2 separate regions of the Acanthopagrus latus genome follow, and region 2 is linked to region 1. The links are chromatin contacts, called in public Hi-C maps. All regions are on one chromosome and are shown on one strand. Each heading gives the region's core, a stretch centred on a gene start, on an enhancer-like site or on the middle of the called end of the contact. The rest is flanking DNA. Distances are from core to core; before and after follow the strand shown. Region 1 holds the start of LOC119032171 (ankyrin repeat and BTB/POZ domain-containing protein BTBD11-A). Region 2 holds the start of LOC119032169 (zinc finger protein 14-like).

Region 1 (7,124 bases), core at 1,687-4,186:
CAGAGCATGTAGAGAAGCAGCTGACAGCTGCCCACCTCCACCGCTCTCACCTTAGTTAGTCAGCAAGATGTGCTGCATTGCATCAAGAGCTCGTGGCAGACTGCTGGAGATGAAGTCAGTTAATGTCACCGGCAGAGAGAAGGGGATGTGCTGATGATGACATCTGCTGAGACAGAGGCTCTTTAGGCAACATGGATTATTGTCATTTAATAAAAAACACAGGGCTTTAAAGGTGCAGTGTGCAGATTTAGAAAAAAAAAACAACTTCAGAAACATCTTCACAGTCTACAATAATTACATATTGCACCCTTAATGTTCAAGAATCACATTGTCTCATATTGTCTTTGACTGCAGCACCTCTGTCGACAATGTGCTCTGATTGGTCAGCTCTCACAGGTCTGAGCAGGAATGTTTCTATGTTTGGTGTGTCTGTATTCAAAGGCACATTTTCTCAGTACAACCTGTCTATGAATTAAATCTTACTTTTTCCGATCGCAAGACCTTTAAATAATCCTTCATTTTCTCAGTGGAGCTCTTGTTGGAGTATTTCCGTCTCATCCCTTACGTTGACAGTTAAGCGATTCAATATTCAGTCAATAAAAGAAAAAAAAAAATCTTCACAAACACGTCCGTCTTCGCCAGAAAAGTTCCATCCAACAGCATTCAGAGGCTCCATGTGTTTCCATGCGGAGGGTCTTGGCTTTGAGATCCATCATGCAGCATGGTGCCGCTTTTGTTTATCATTTGTCAGCCAAACAATGACGCTAAGATACCGACATGATTTGTTTTACACTTCTCCCTGTCAGTCACTCTGTGAGAGTTGGGTGGGCGTCACAAAAGAAAACACAAATATTCCAGTGTAGTGAGTTTTTTTTTTTCTTCAGTTCTGGCGTGGTGACTGCAGTGTCATGCTAAGAATATGAAAAGGCCCTGTGGCATGGCGGGCAGCAGCGTGGACAGATGGTCGGTCCAGCTCAGACGTACAAGGAGAAGCCCCGGCAGAATGGATGAATCATCGTTCCACCAACTGTTCCCCTCTCAGCATGCTCTTCAGAATCCGACTTGCTCAATCTTTGTTATCGTGGACCCGACAGAAATGTTGTGTTGTGATGGATAAATCATCCGATGACCTCACGATGAAGCGATGCTAAACCTTGACGCAGGACTGCAGGTCCCGTCTGAAGCATCTCTAAATCTCTCTTACACACACACACACACACACAAAAAGCTTTGGATGGTGAAATATTTATAGGGAGGTTAAAGCTGATGGTGTTCCTGGGAGAAAAGCTGCAGACTCACTTTCACTTCACACTAGAGGTGGACGAGCATGACGACACACAGCAGCTTCTCACTGCAGGACGCTGTCATCTCTGCAGAGGTTCCTTCAGACAATGTTTGCAACTATCAAAACACAGTGTAGAAGTCAAATCTTCATTATGTGGGAAATGGAGAGTCCGTATGAGTCACTGATTGACTTGAAGGCTCCTGACAATGTGGTGGTTAAAATGTGTGCATCTGATCCTAATTGTGGAGATAAACTGCACAGCGAGCGTCTCCCACAGACACAGAGCTGCTGCGATTATGTGGTGAGACGTGTGGATGGAAATGAAAGGAGATTAAACAACCGCATGACCTGAAGTTACCGAGAGGGAAGAAGAATAGAACTGTGCTGTGGACGTCTGGGTCTCCTCTCATCTCTGTCACAGCGTGGGCTGTTTCCTATGGAAGCTCATGTCTGACAGCTAAACATCAACAACAGGATGAAAAATAAGCTTGATTAAAAAAAAAGTCAGAATTATGAGATTATTAAATGTCACGATTATGAGATCTGAAATACTAAATAAATAGTCATGATTATCAGGTACAAAATTAAATTATGAGATAAAAAGACATAATTCTGATGTAGAATTTCAGATTATGATTTAAAAAAAGTCATAAATAGGAGATAAAATGTTTAAATGATGAGATCATAAATGAATATTACAATATATATATATAAATTATATTTTAAGATAAAAAAGTCATAACTACGAGATGAATAATTGTATTTGTGTCAAATAGTTGAAATTGTGACAACAGAAGACCACATAATTATATGAAAATGAAAAATTATGAGATAAAAAGTCACAATCATCAGATGAAAATCGAAATTACGAAATACAAAAGTCATTACTATGAGATTAAAAGTCATACATATTAAATATAAAGTCATAAATATTAGCTATAAAGTGAAAATAATTAGACAGAAATGTCATAATATAAAAAGTCAACGTTACAACAGAAAAAATGAATCTTTCCCCTCATATTTGGGGATTTAAAATTAGATTATTGTTGTTTTTTAATTTCTTTCTTTTTTTTTAAGTCTTCATTATTTCTCTTCCTTTCCTGGCTTCCATACAAATGGTCTGTAAATAATAAATAAAGCAGAGTAAACAGCGGGATGACCTGTAGTTTCTGAACATCAGATGAATCTGCTGCTTGTGTCTCATTGCTTCACTTCACGTCTCCTCTTGTCATTGGGCCTTACGTGGTTCCGCGTCTGTGGTTCTGCAGCTCTGTTCCAGCCGCACCAGGTGGAGAGCAGCAGCCAGGTTGTGTGGTGTGTCACTCACAGCTGGCGCAGACGCTGATTGGCTGCTGGCTGCCCGCGGGGCTGCAGGCTCCTCCTCCTCTCCGAGCGGAGTCCTGCCCGTGCTGCGCTTGTTGCAGCGTGAGCGCGGAGGCTCTGTGCGCTCTCGGGTTACGCGTCTGAAGTTGTGTTCAGGAGGATATCGGAGACATCCAGGCGCTCAGAGGAAGGAAAGTAGAGGCTCACTGTGCGTCGTTTTCACTCTTTACGCGGGGAAATACAATTACGCGCTCGGGGGACGAGGAGGAGACGAGTTTGTGGCATTTAACTGGGAAACCAAGCATACCCAACAGTATGCGGTGCAGTTATGGCAGGCAAGGGTAAGACAGTCGTGAGGACGCTGGAGGATTTAACGCTTGATTCTGGTTATGGTGGAGCCGCGGACTCGGTCAGGTCGTCCAGCGTGTCGCTGTGCTGCTCCGACACGCATCAGTCCGTCTCGCATGGGGGCAACTGCTGGCATCTGACCGAATCCATGCACAGCCGACAGAACAGTTTGGACACCGTCAACACCGTCCTGGCGGAGGACACGGAGATACTGGAGTGCTCGGGTCAGTGCGCCAAGCTGCCCGAGCTGGAGGACGTGCCATGGAGCCTCGGCGAGGTGGAGTGCGCACTGAGGAAAGACGAGGAGCTGATGGTGGGCAACCCGCCGCCGGAGGTCCTGGCGCGGCTGTCCGCCCTCATCAGCCGCGCGCTGGTGAGGGTGGCCCGGGAGGCGCAGCGGCTCAGCCTGCGCTACGCCAAGTGCACCAAGCACGAGATCCAGAGCGCCATCAAGGTGGTGCTCTCATGGACCATCTCCGTCAACTGCATCACGGCGGCCCTCAGCGCCCTGTCCCTCTACAACATGAGCACCGGGGACAAGTTCAGCCGCGGCAAGTCGGAGCGCTGCGGGCTGGTGTTCTCCGTGGGGAAGTTCTTCAGGTGGATGGTGGATAGCCGGGTGGCGCTCAGGATCCACGAGCACGCTGCCATATACCTCACCGCGTGCATGGAGAGCCTGTTCAGAGAGGTGTTCAGCCGCGTCCTGCGCAGCGCGCTGGTGGAGAGGGACAACGGGATCCCCAAGTTTACGCTGGAGTCACTGGAGCAAGCCATCAACAACGACTCGGAGGTGTGGGGGCTGCTGCAGCACTACCAGCACCTCATCTGTGGGAAGAATTCAAGCGGTAAGACACGACAGAGAGAAATCAGTGATTGAATGGCCACATGTCATATCCAGTTTCCCCCCTGAAACCAGCCGAGAAACACCTTCATTCCACATGTTAGCAGATTTATCCAGGAACAGGTGGCTGCTTCAGACGCAAACATGCACCTTCATGTCCAGAGTTTCTCATTTTCTTCACAGTTTTGAACCTGAGAAGCTTCTTTTGTCAGAGGGCACAGTGACAATATCAATACAATAATCTGACTCACATTTAAACTGTTATGAGGCTTATGTGACTGCAAACATGTGCTGAGTACATCTGCCAGCTCTCAGTTCACTGTCACAGCGGGGGGCTTTTCTATGGAGGCCCATTTCTGACAGCAAGTGATACAAAAAACAAGATGAGAAATAAGCTTGATTAAAAAAAATGCTACTGAATGTCATAATTATGGGACAAAAGTCAGAATTATGAAATAAAAAGTCATAAATAATTAGATGAAAATGCTGAATTTAAGATAAAAAGTCAAAATCTGTGATAAAAAGCTAACTTTATGATGTAAAATGTAAAATAAATCTAAAATTCATGCGATCAAAGTCAATATCTGAGATTAAAAGTCACAAATATGCGATAAATAGTTTCAATTATAAGATTAAAAAAATAATTATGAGATAATAAGTCAAAATTGTGTGATAAGTCAAAATGATTAGATAGAAAGTCATAATTTAAGATAAAAAGTCATAATTATTAGACAAAAGTCAGAATTATCAGATAAAAAGTCATAATTTTCAGTTAAAAATGTGAAATTATGAGACAAAAGTCAAAATTCTGAAATAGAAAGTCAAAAAATAATTAGACAAAAATTCACATTTATGAGTTAAATTGTCAAAATGATGAGATAAGAAGCAGAAACTAAGATAAAATGAGTCATTTCGACTTGTAAATATTGTTTCTGGATGTTATTTGGGATTTGTTTCCTGAGTTCGTTCCCTCCTGACAGTGCTGGATATTAATCACCGGGCTCAGACCTCCGACACCAGAACGCTCTCAGTTTCAAAGCCGTGCGGAGCTTCAGTCTGAACAGGTATTTAGTCCTGAGCGACTTCAAACAGCTCCTGCTTTCTCGAAGCTGCTGTGTTCCCACGTGAAGAATGTGGCTGCTAATGAGTGTTTATGTGCGAGTGGTGAGTCGTGACGGTGCCGGAGAGCAGGGTTTGTGTTTATATCGTGTGTTTGCTGGCCTGGTTGGCAAAGCTATTACCGTCTCACTCCAGAAGGTGTAAGCTGTCAGTGTGGGCAGGCCCTCTCTTATCCAAAAGCCCTGAATGAGTTGGCTCCGACTACAAAGCAGAAGGGACTCGAAATGTTATGTCTTTAAAACGCGAGGGCCAACTGAAGTCTGAAAATATCGTGGTGCAGCTAATTTGTTGTAGCACGATTGTTTTCCTCGCAGATAGAAAGTTAGTCGAGGTGAACAACAAAGATGCTGAGAGGAATTTGGTGCAGCTTGGAAAGATTGTTCCAGAAGCTCTGAGATAGAAGATTGTGTCATTAATCCAGTTTTCCCTCTCACAGCAGACTCTTTTCTATAATCCTAGACCCTTTAGCCTCCGTCGTATACAACAAAAAACGTAGGTCTAATGTAATTAGTCGACTGATTGATGATTTAGATTGACATTTTAATGTTTCAAGCTTCCTCTTACATAATCACAAACTGAAAGATCGTTGGATTGAGAAATTAACCATCATTCGGTCTGTAAAATGTCAAAAACTATTGAGAAACATGTTACTTGTTGACGATAGCACCTGGAAAGATAAACTGATGGTGAGGAATTTCATTGAAATCTCATGCAACAGGTTATTTTCCATGACCCTTTAGTCTCTGGTAAACAAACAACTAGTCCATCAACTGATGACTTTACATGGTCATGAGGCAAATTTCAATCAAAAATGGAAGACATCTTTCTGACACAAGCTTCTCAGATGTCAACATTTGCTGCATGTTCTCAGAAAAAAACAACTTTCAACTGTAATGTTAAAAAGAGTGATAACAAATTCCCTTCCTTCAGATCCACACCAAAAGTTAATTGGGGTCCATTCTGGGTCGGGACCCTTCCTCCATCTGAGTTTGGTGGAAATCTGTTCAGTAGTTTTTTGTGTCATTCTGCTCACAAACCAACAAACGCTACAACAAACAAATGATTTCTAGCAAAGGAAGCAAAAAATGCCAAACATTTTGTTTTTTCAAACATCTCAGATGTGAATATTTTCTTTCCTCTTACATCATCATAACCTGAACGTCCTCCAGTTTGGACTGTTGGTCTCACAACACAAAGATGTTACCTTGAGCTCAAAAAAAAACAACTTCACCAGAACCACGATTAACATTTTTCACTCAACAATAATCCCTGCAGCCCAGTTCTGACTGTAGTAGTTCTACTAGTAGAACAGCGGTCAGTAGAGCGTATACCTCCGCCAAGTCCCAACAGCCCCCTTTCGATAACAGCCATCTCAGTAGGCCAGAGGTCTTTCATCTGAGAAACGAATGAAAATGTCATGAAAACAGCCCATTTCATGATATTAAAGAAATAAACTCCTGGATCTGTCTATTCTGGGTCGAGGCCCTTCCTCCATCTGAGTCCTGCTCAGAAATCAACCTCAACAAAAGCACGGGGGTGAAAACATCACCTCCTTGGCAGCAGGCAGGTACAGAAGTCGAGCTTGTCGGATGTGAATATTTGCTGCATCGTCCTCGTTTTACATCGTCATGAACTGAACATCTTCCAGTTTGTGCTGCCGGCTGCACAACAGAAAAGATGTTACCTTGTGCATGAAAATGCCACCTCCGAAATGATGATGATGAAGTGTGAAGAGTCTTACTAATATCGAGAAAAATGCGGATCACGTCCTCCTCGTGTATTCTTTTGTCGGACCAGCAGCTCCTAACAAAAAAACTTTCAGTCTACAGTCACGTGAGGAGCAGTTTCAGACGCCAGAACCAGAAAATGCATCTGAAACGATAAACTGATTATCACAACAGTTGATTCTTTTTCTGCCAACCGAGCGACTGATTTATCGACTATTTGTTGCAGCTTTAAACAGACATTTTCCTCTCTGTCACCCTTTAATCCCCTCGTCCGTCCTCTCAAACCTCTCTCCCCGTCTGACGCTGATATTTGGCCCTGCTGCTCTGCCTGGAAAATTGCAGCAGAGGAACAGGTACTTTCTCTGTAGACGGCGTGCAGAGCCGAGCGTTCATCCCCCTCCACTCCCGCCCCGTGGAACGCATCATTTCCTGATGGTGCAGAGGAGGCTGCAATTTGCACTCGCACAAAAAAAAAAAGAAA
Region 2 (7,124 bases), core at 1,920-4,419, 180 kb after region 1:
TCCTACGTTCAAAATTAAAATTGAAAAAAAAAAAGGTGGAAAATGTAACTCGAAGATGCAAAAAAAAACAAAAAAAAAAAAACAGGTTTCATCTCCGCGGAGGTGAAAAAGATTCTTAATGATGTCAAAGCACTTTTCCCCGTGCCAGTGTTACTGTAGCCTCACACAATCAAAAGCATTAGTATGTCACCAGTGAGCTTGAAGTTTCAGTCTTATCAGAGCTGGATATGGCGGTAGAATAAGAGAAGAAGAAAAAAAAAAAGACTTTAACTCATCTCTGTTTTTTCTTTTTATTATTAGTCTTAATGTGATGCCGTTAGCAGGAGGCTAACTTTAGCTTGCCCTGTTCTGGCGCTTTTGATTCGACAAACTGGGTCAAACCCATTAGAGTAAGTGTCAGTTTCGCATGGCTCTTCTTGTTTAATGTTGTTGAGAATGTGCTTTGTACACCAGCTTTCTGTCTAACTGAGACTCTCCCCCACTTTAATTTGTCCGAGCATTTATTTGCCTGCATATTTGTTCCTGGTAATAAAACAAACATTTCTCCTAGACGCAGTGGAAACATGCATGGGATGTTCACTAGACTTGGACTCCACGGGGCGGGGGAGGGGAGGGGAGGGGAGGGACTTTTGCTATTATTTTTCCTTTGATGAGAACATGTATATTGTACAAAATATATATATATATGAAATATAAATTATACATGGTGTGAGAAGCAGGGATGTGGTGGAGTATAACAACATAAAGGAATGTTACACTCGTGCTGCAGTTTCTGTGGTTCCATGACATGCTTTTGTGGACAGCTAATAAACGACCAGAGTTTAAACCGTATGAAGGAAGTTTTTTTGTTTCACTTGTTTTTTTTTTTCAGGAATGGTAAGAAATTATATCCACAGCTCAGATTTTGGTAAAATCCAGAGGATGAAAACTTCTTTGTGCTTGTACCAAATCCTTTAGTTTGATGATAAAATACCTTAAAAATGAATGTTATTCCATCATAGCTGTTGTGTTTACAGCTGCAGTGTGACTGTTTAGCGCTTTAGCAAATGTTAGCATGCTAACAGGAAACTGCAAATAGTGGATTAAAGGAGAAATCATTTATAACCAGTGAAAAACTGATAATTTCTCATGTGAACTGGAATATATCATTTTATATATGATTTTAAAAAAGAAATGTAGATAATTTTGCTGTTTTGAAGATTTCTGAGAAAATGAAAGATTTAACCAATATTATGCATTTTCCCAAGCAGCTGACCTGGAAGGATACGGCTGAGAATATTCAACAAATTCATAAAAAAAAAATGTAAAACCCAAAAACAATGGTCACAGTCCAGCACTTAAAACTTTTTAAATACTTGTCCAAGACTCAACTCTCTTCGTTCCTTCTAAAACCTAAGACTCACATTTCTTATCAGCCTCTCTGGTTTCCTCTTGTGATATCAATTCTCCTGAATTTCTCCCGATTCCTTCTTTTCCTCTTTCTGTCATCAGAAACTTTGTCTTGCACTCTGGCGTCCTGTACCGTCGCGTCTCGTCCTCCTCAGGGAGCGACAGATGTGTCCTGAAAAGAGATCCCAGCTCATGTAAAGTTTTAAAGCAGAGGGTTTGTAGTGTCACATTTTTCTTTTCGACGCCAGCTTCAGTCACCATGGAGAGGCTGACAGCAGGTCAGTGGTATACACAGGCTCTGAAGGCAAGACGACGACTGAATCAGTGACTAAAAACTAAATGAATGTAAGTTTATGTCAGAGATTCACGATAGTGATATGACAGATGTGACAGCTGATAGTTACTAAACACTGAATCATTCTGAAGGTCTAAACTCTGATTATGTGTTTTCTAACATTATGTAAACAGCTTTGTTTTATTTTTATGTGCTGGTGCTGGAAATAATTCTTCTTCACAAGGACGCTGCATCGTCTGCTGGATGAAGATGTGACAGACCTGGCTGCAGCCCAGCAGCCGGGTGTTTTATCGATCCCTTTACTGCGAGCGGGGAAATGATTCAAGGTACTTAAAGTCGTGAAAGCTCCCTCACAAAGCCAACGGACTGTCTGCAGTCAGACTGATAATGAAATACAAGGTCGTAAAGAGTCTGGAGCTCAGTTTGGCTGGGATTCCTATTTTTCAGGGGGGGATTCTCCACAGGAACACACTGCACCAAACAACCAGCACTTACATCACTATAGTCTTTAGTGCAATTATGCAAAAATTACCCCCCCAAAAATGTATTTTTCTCAGCTCCTCCAGTGTGAATAATTTCTGTTTTCTTTGATATTAGATATCAAACTGAATATCTTTGGGTTTTGAACCATAATACAACATTTCAATATGTCAGCTGGACTGTGGAGAGGGCCACTTTTCATACCCGTTTGAAATTTACAGACCAATTAATCTACATTTAATCAGGAAAAAATTAGTAAATAAGGCAAATAATTGTAAGCTGCAGCCATAATGTAGCTGATAATATCTCTTATGAGGGTTATCACAAATGATAATAATCACTGAGTCCATAAACTTGGGGTCAATTTTCACTTCATGACTTATTTAATAGTTTTGTTTACCAAAAGGAAGGCTAAAGGAAAACGAGAATACAAAAATTTGTAATATTCTTTATTGAACAAAGGCACAAACAGTTTGACAATTAAGAAAACATAGAGCAAAATTCACTCAATCAAGCAAATTACAAGAAGCCAGGCGGCCACCATAAATGAGGAGGGATGTGTAAAAAAAAAAAAAAAAAAAACAGATCATAATTTGTAAATTCATAAATTACAGACTTTACAGGCAACACAGTTTTTATGTCCTTCTTGTTGTGACAAAAGTCAAAAGTCTTCAAACATGTTTTCAACAACCAGTTTCTTCACACGATCTTTAAAAACTTTGTAAAATACAGTAAAAAAAAAACTGGGTCTTTTTGCCACTAAACTTGCATTTATGTATGTAGAATTCTACCAGGATCATAATTTTTTCCAAGTATTTAATCAAAATTAAAGAATCCAAATATAACATGTTCATAAAATAATGCAAAATCTTTGGAAAATGTTTGACAATAATATTGTTGTGTTTGGGCTCAGTTCCTAAAACAGCCTCCAGGGGGCAGTGATAACCAGACGAGCTTCATGGAGGCCTGAAAACCACCAGGCGAAGAAGAAGAACACGTTCCCTTGACAGGAAATCCTAAAGTTGGCCAAATTATCAAACTATTCCGCTAGTTTTGTTCACTTTAATTAACAGAATATGTCTTAACAAGTCGTACGAACCAGACGTGAACCTCCAGCAGATCGCTGCTGCCGAGTGAAGCCAGATAAACACTTTATTCTCGGCGCCTGCGCACTGAAACGGACAGAATATCGAGCCGCCCTTCCTCCCCGCCAACTTGCACCGCAGGGTCGGGCGGACGTCGACTCACAACAACCCCGAGTTCATTTACCAGCCTGTCTGGATATCCTCCGTGGCAAAATGGAGAGCCCACATCGCACCGAAAACGGTAAGCCAAGAAGAACTGAAACACGCCTCACCCGTCGAGAGTTATGGGGTTTTCTTTTGGATTGTGTGCGCACGATTCTGAACATGGCGTACCCCGCTCTGAGATGGCGGTGGCTTTGTGCTACGTTACAGCGGGCTGATGTGTACGGTGGTTATTGGAAGGAGCGTCACAGCAGCCAAGCTAGCTAGCAAGTTAGCTCATCCAAACTTACACTTTGTCGCGACAGAAAGGACTTAAAGGTTCAGATAGCATCAGCTAGCTAACTGTCGCTTATTAGCAGCTGATGATGAGATATGTGGCGGTTGACAGGATGCTGCCTTCAAGGGCTTCAGCTGAAACGGCTAACATAGCAAGTGGCTAAAAACAAAGATACAGGACGACTAACCTTAACGTCCGAGTGAAGGGTTATCATAGAAGCACATAGAAAACAAATTTCCTAAATAGAAACGCCAAAATTTAAGTAATGTCATTCCAAAACAGTCATTTTTCAACAACCTGGATGCAGCTCAGAAAGTCACGACTACAGCAGCCATGTTTACCACTTTGTTGGGGTAAGTCGTAATTACGACACAGTTGCGAGACCCTGAAGGCAACCGTGGCCAGGTTGGAAGAGGTGGAGTGTAGCTGGGCTGCTGACACAGAGACCACTGACCCGCCAGAGACCGCTGACCCGCCAGAGACCACTGACCCGCCAGAGACCACAAGACCCACCAGAGACCACTGACCCGCCAGAGACCGCTGACCCACCTGAGACCACTGACCCGCCAGAGACCACAAGACCCACCTGAGACCACTGACCCGCCAGAGACCACAAGACCCACCAGAGACCACAAGACCCACCAGAGACCACTGACCCGCCAGAGACCGCTGACCCACCAGAGACCACTGACCCGCCAGAGACCACAAGACCCGCCAGAGACCGCTGACCCACCAGAGACCACTGACCCGCCAGAGACCGCTGACCCACCAGAGACCACTGACCCGCCAGAGACCGCTGACCCACCAGAGACCACAAGAGCCACCAGAGACCACTGACCCACCAGAGACCACAAGAGCCACCAGGGACCACAAGAGCCACCAGAGTTCACTGAATCACCAATGACCCCAAAGACCTGACCATCACTGTCTGTCAGATAGTTGTATTGTATTATAATTAGATAGCAACTGTTAGATGGTTTTGTTTGGAAATATGATGGAAAGTGCTGCAAAATGGCAATTAGCCCAACAGTCATTATTTCAGAGGATACTCAGATGAAATAGTAGATATCCCCAAGTAAATGTGTTTACAACCCCTAATAATTAATAAACCAGTTGGCCGATGTTATCAGCTGATACTGGCCTTTCACAGATGTATGGTATCAACATAAGCTGTCCTGCGTATGTTCTATAAAAGATGCTTTAGGTCATTTATGATTACTACATTTCCAGTAAAGTTTATTTTTTCAGTGCATTGATGTTATTCCAGAAAATAAAATTTATTGTTAAACTGTAGGGGTCGATCAGCTGATACCGATACTGATTATTAGTAATCAGAGAGACTGATGAATGATTGGAACCAATATATATTTACAGGCAATCTAGAAATGTCCAAGTCCAGAATAACCAGTGCTGAAATGTATGTGTTACATTTTTATGCTTAAGATTTTTAATAAAAGGACAGAATCAATAAGTCATCAGTGCATCTTAAGTTGGAACACATTTAAACTGAACCACTGATGATTCAGACGCTGATATTGTGGATTATTTTCCAGACTCTCCTCTGCTGCTGCCGTCTCTTCGCCTCTTCATCCCTCCTCTGCGGCTGGTGTCGGCGGCCATGTGGCAGGTGGTCCAGAGGGGGAACGTGCAGGACTACGGGATGGTGGAGGAGTTCATCAGCACCATTTCAGAAATCGTACCTGATCTTCTGAATGCGGATCAGAAAGCTCAGCTCCTCCTGGGACTCAGAGCTCGGGTGAGGCCGTGTTTGATATTTTTATGCAGCGTTTAGCGAAGACGTTTAAAGGAAACACAGGGTGTAAAACATGCAGTTTGATTTCTCTCTTCGAGCTGTCAAAACAAAGAACAAAAACCTTCTGTTCTGCATTCATTTGGTAATGGGTATAATCATACCAACATCACCTTGAAATCCACAACATCCAAACAATAAAAGTCTGAGTTATTGCCTGACAGATGGTAAGTGCAGCTGATGAAGGAGTTTAATATTTCCTAGACAGAAAATATCAGCTTCGCCTGCGAGCCACAGTACGTCTCGACTCAACACAGATATTAAACATTTTCATTTCCCACTGCTGGATCCTCTGAGCCTGCTGTTAGTGAATAACATTTCCAGGTGCCGTCCCGTCAGTTGTGTTTACCCTGAGGTGAAACCATTTGTTGCAGGTGGTCCTCGAATTGTGTCGAGCCGAGCAGATAACAGATTCAGAGACCATCGAGGTGCACCTGGAGCGGATCAAGGCCCTCATATCCACGTGGGCAGCACAGGTTGGCTTCTTAAAATATAAAATGACTCATGTTCTTGAATAGCTCCTCACTTTGTCTCTGCTTCAGCTCCATCTGTGCATATTTTTCTGTCCCAGCCGTGTTTCGCAGAGGTCGAGTTTCCAGAATCGAACTTCGTGGATCAGGTTGAGCTGCTGTTGAAAGACGCTGAAGAGAAGGAGAAGTTTTTCCAGGTATTGTTAGGATGCTTTTCTTGCGATCACTAAAGCAATGTTTACTGCAGCAGGATGTATAAGATGTGGTGGTTGTGGGGTACATGAGCATTAAAACTATAACCTTTTTTGTTGCAGGATGTTTTTCCGACAGATTTCGGGCCCGACTATGACAGCGCTCTGCAGGTGCTGATGCTGGATTTCCTCTCAAGACTGGAGAAGCTTCTCCCGGTACCAGACATTCAGCAGGTACTGAGAATAAAAATGTGTTTAAGTTTTCTTTAGTATCAAACTAATACAGGGATAGTGTCCATACATCAGTGGGTAGCTTGATCATTTGCCAAAATGTAAACATACCAAATCCTACTTTTATAGCTGTTTAAATTTCCTAAATCCATTAATTATTCATTATTTTTTAATACTGTCAAAGCTCAGAATGTCCCGTCAACATGGTTCTTATATTCCTGCAGCACTGATACTCACCTCCATCCGTTCAGACACATACTGAATGTTTGTCGTGTTAAAAAAGCTTCTGGATATAAAGACAGAAATCAGTTTAAACGGCTTAAAACTTGGCTTAAAAACACTTCTTTTTTGAATATCGGTTTTTATTGGCATTTTTTTGAAAACGACTAACAAACCATGTATGAATCACCATCCAAGACTTAAACTTAAACCCACGCTCGCACACACTCGTCCAGGAGGAGGGATGTAGGTAACAGAGAAGCTCATCTCAGCATGTCAGAACACAAACACTCATCCACACGTGGTTGTTAAATGCAACCACCAGGGTTTGGTGTAGACAAGAACAATGTAAAACATATAAAACACACTCTTGAAACATGTTTAGTACAGCTGATGTGAAATTTAATAACATTTATTTGTGGCCCAGTTTGCTCTGAAAATACAGCATATAGCATGCCACGCAAATATCCCCTCAAAAGCCTGTAAATAAAGAAAAAAACAGTGCCAAAAAGTGA

Evidence for each region. Hi-C and Micro-C count contacts between places; a contact is called where the count stands out from the background.
Region 2: a Hi-C map of liver shows a contact between it and region 1, with 3 times the contacts expected there. The contact joins the promoter of LOC119032169 here to the promoter of LOC119032171 in region 1. A contact is called at or near these places in 4 of 4 Hi-C or Micro-C datasets (liver and muscle).

The regions. Positions count from the first base shown.
Region 1 is chr14:17,846,963-17,854,086 of fAcaLat1.1, forward strand. It overlaps LOC119032171 (ankyrin repeat and BTB/POZ domain-containing protein BTBD11-A), which reads left to right and starts at 2,937. Exons shown (of 17, transcript XM_037121057.1): 1 at 2,937-3,801. The coding sequence starts at 2,937. The region is part of intron 8 of LOC119032215 (a long non-coding RNA gene); the gene reads left to right.
Region 2 is chr14:18,029,306-18,036,429 of fAcaLat1.1, forward strand. It overlaps LOC119032169 (zinc finger protein 14-like), which reads left to right and starts at 3,170. Exons shown (of 7, transcript XM_037121051.1): 1 at 3,170-3,490; 2 at 5,242-5,444; 3 at 5,873-5,974; 4 at 6,070-6,165; 5 at 6,283-6,393. The coding sequence starts at 3,463. The region is part of intron 8 of LOC119032215 (a long non-coding RNA gene); the gene reads left to right. LOC119032171 (ankyrin repeat and BTB/POZ domain-containing protein BTBD11-A) reads left to right here. Exons shown (of 17, transcript XM_037121057.1): 17 at 1-247.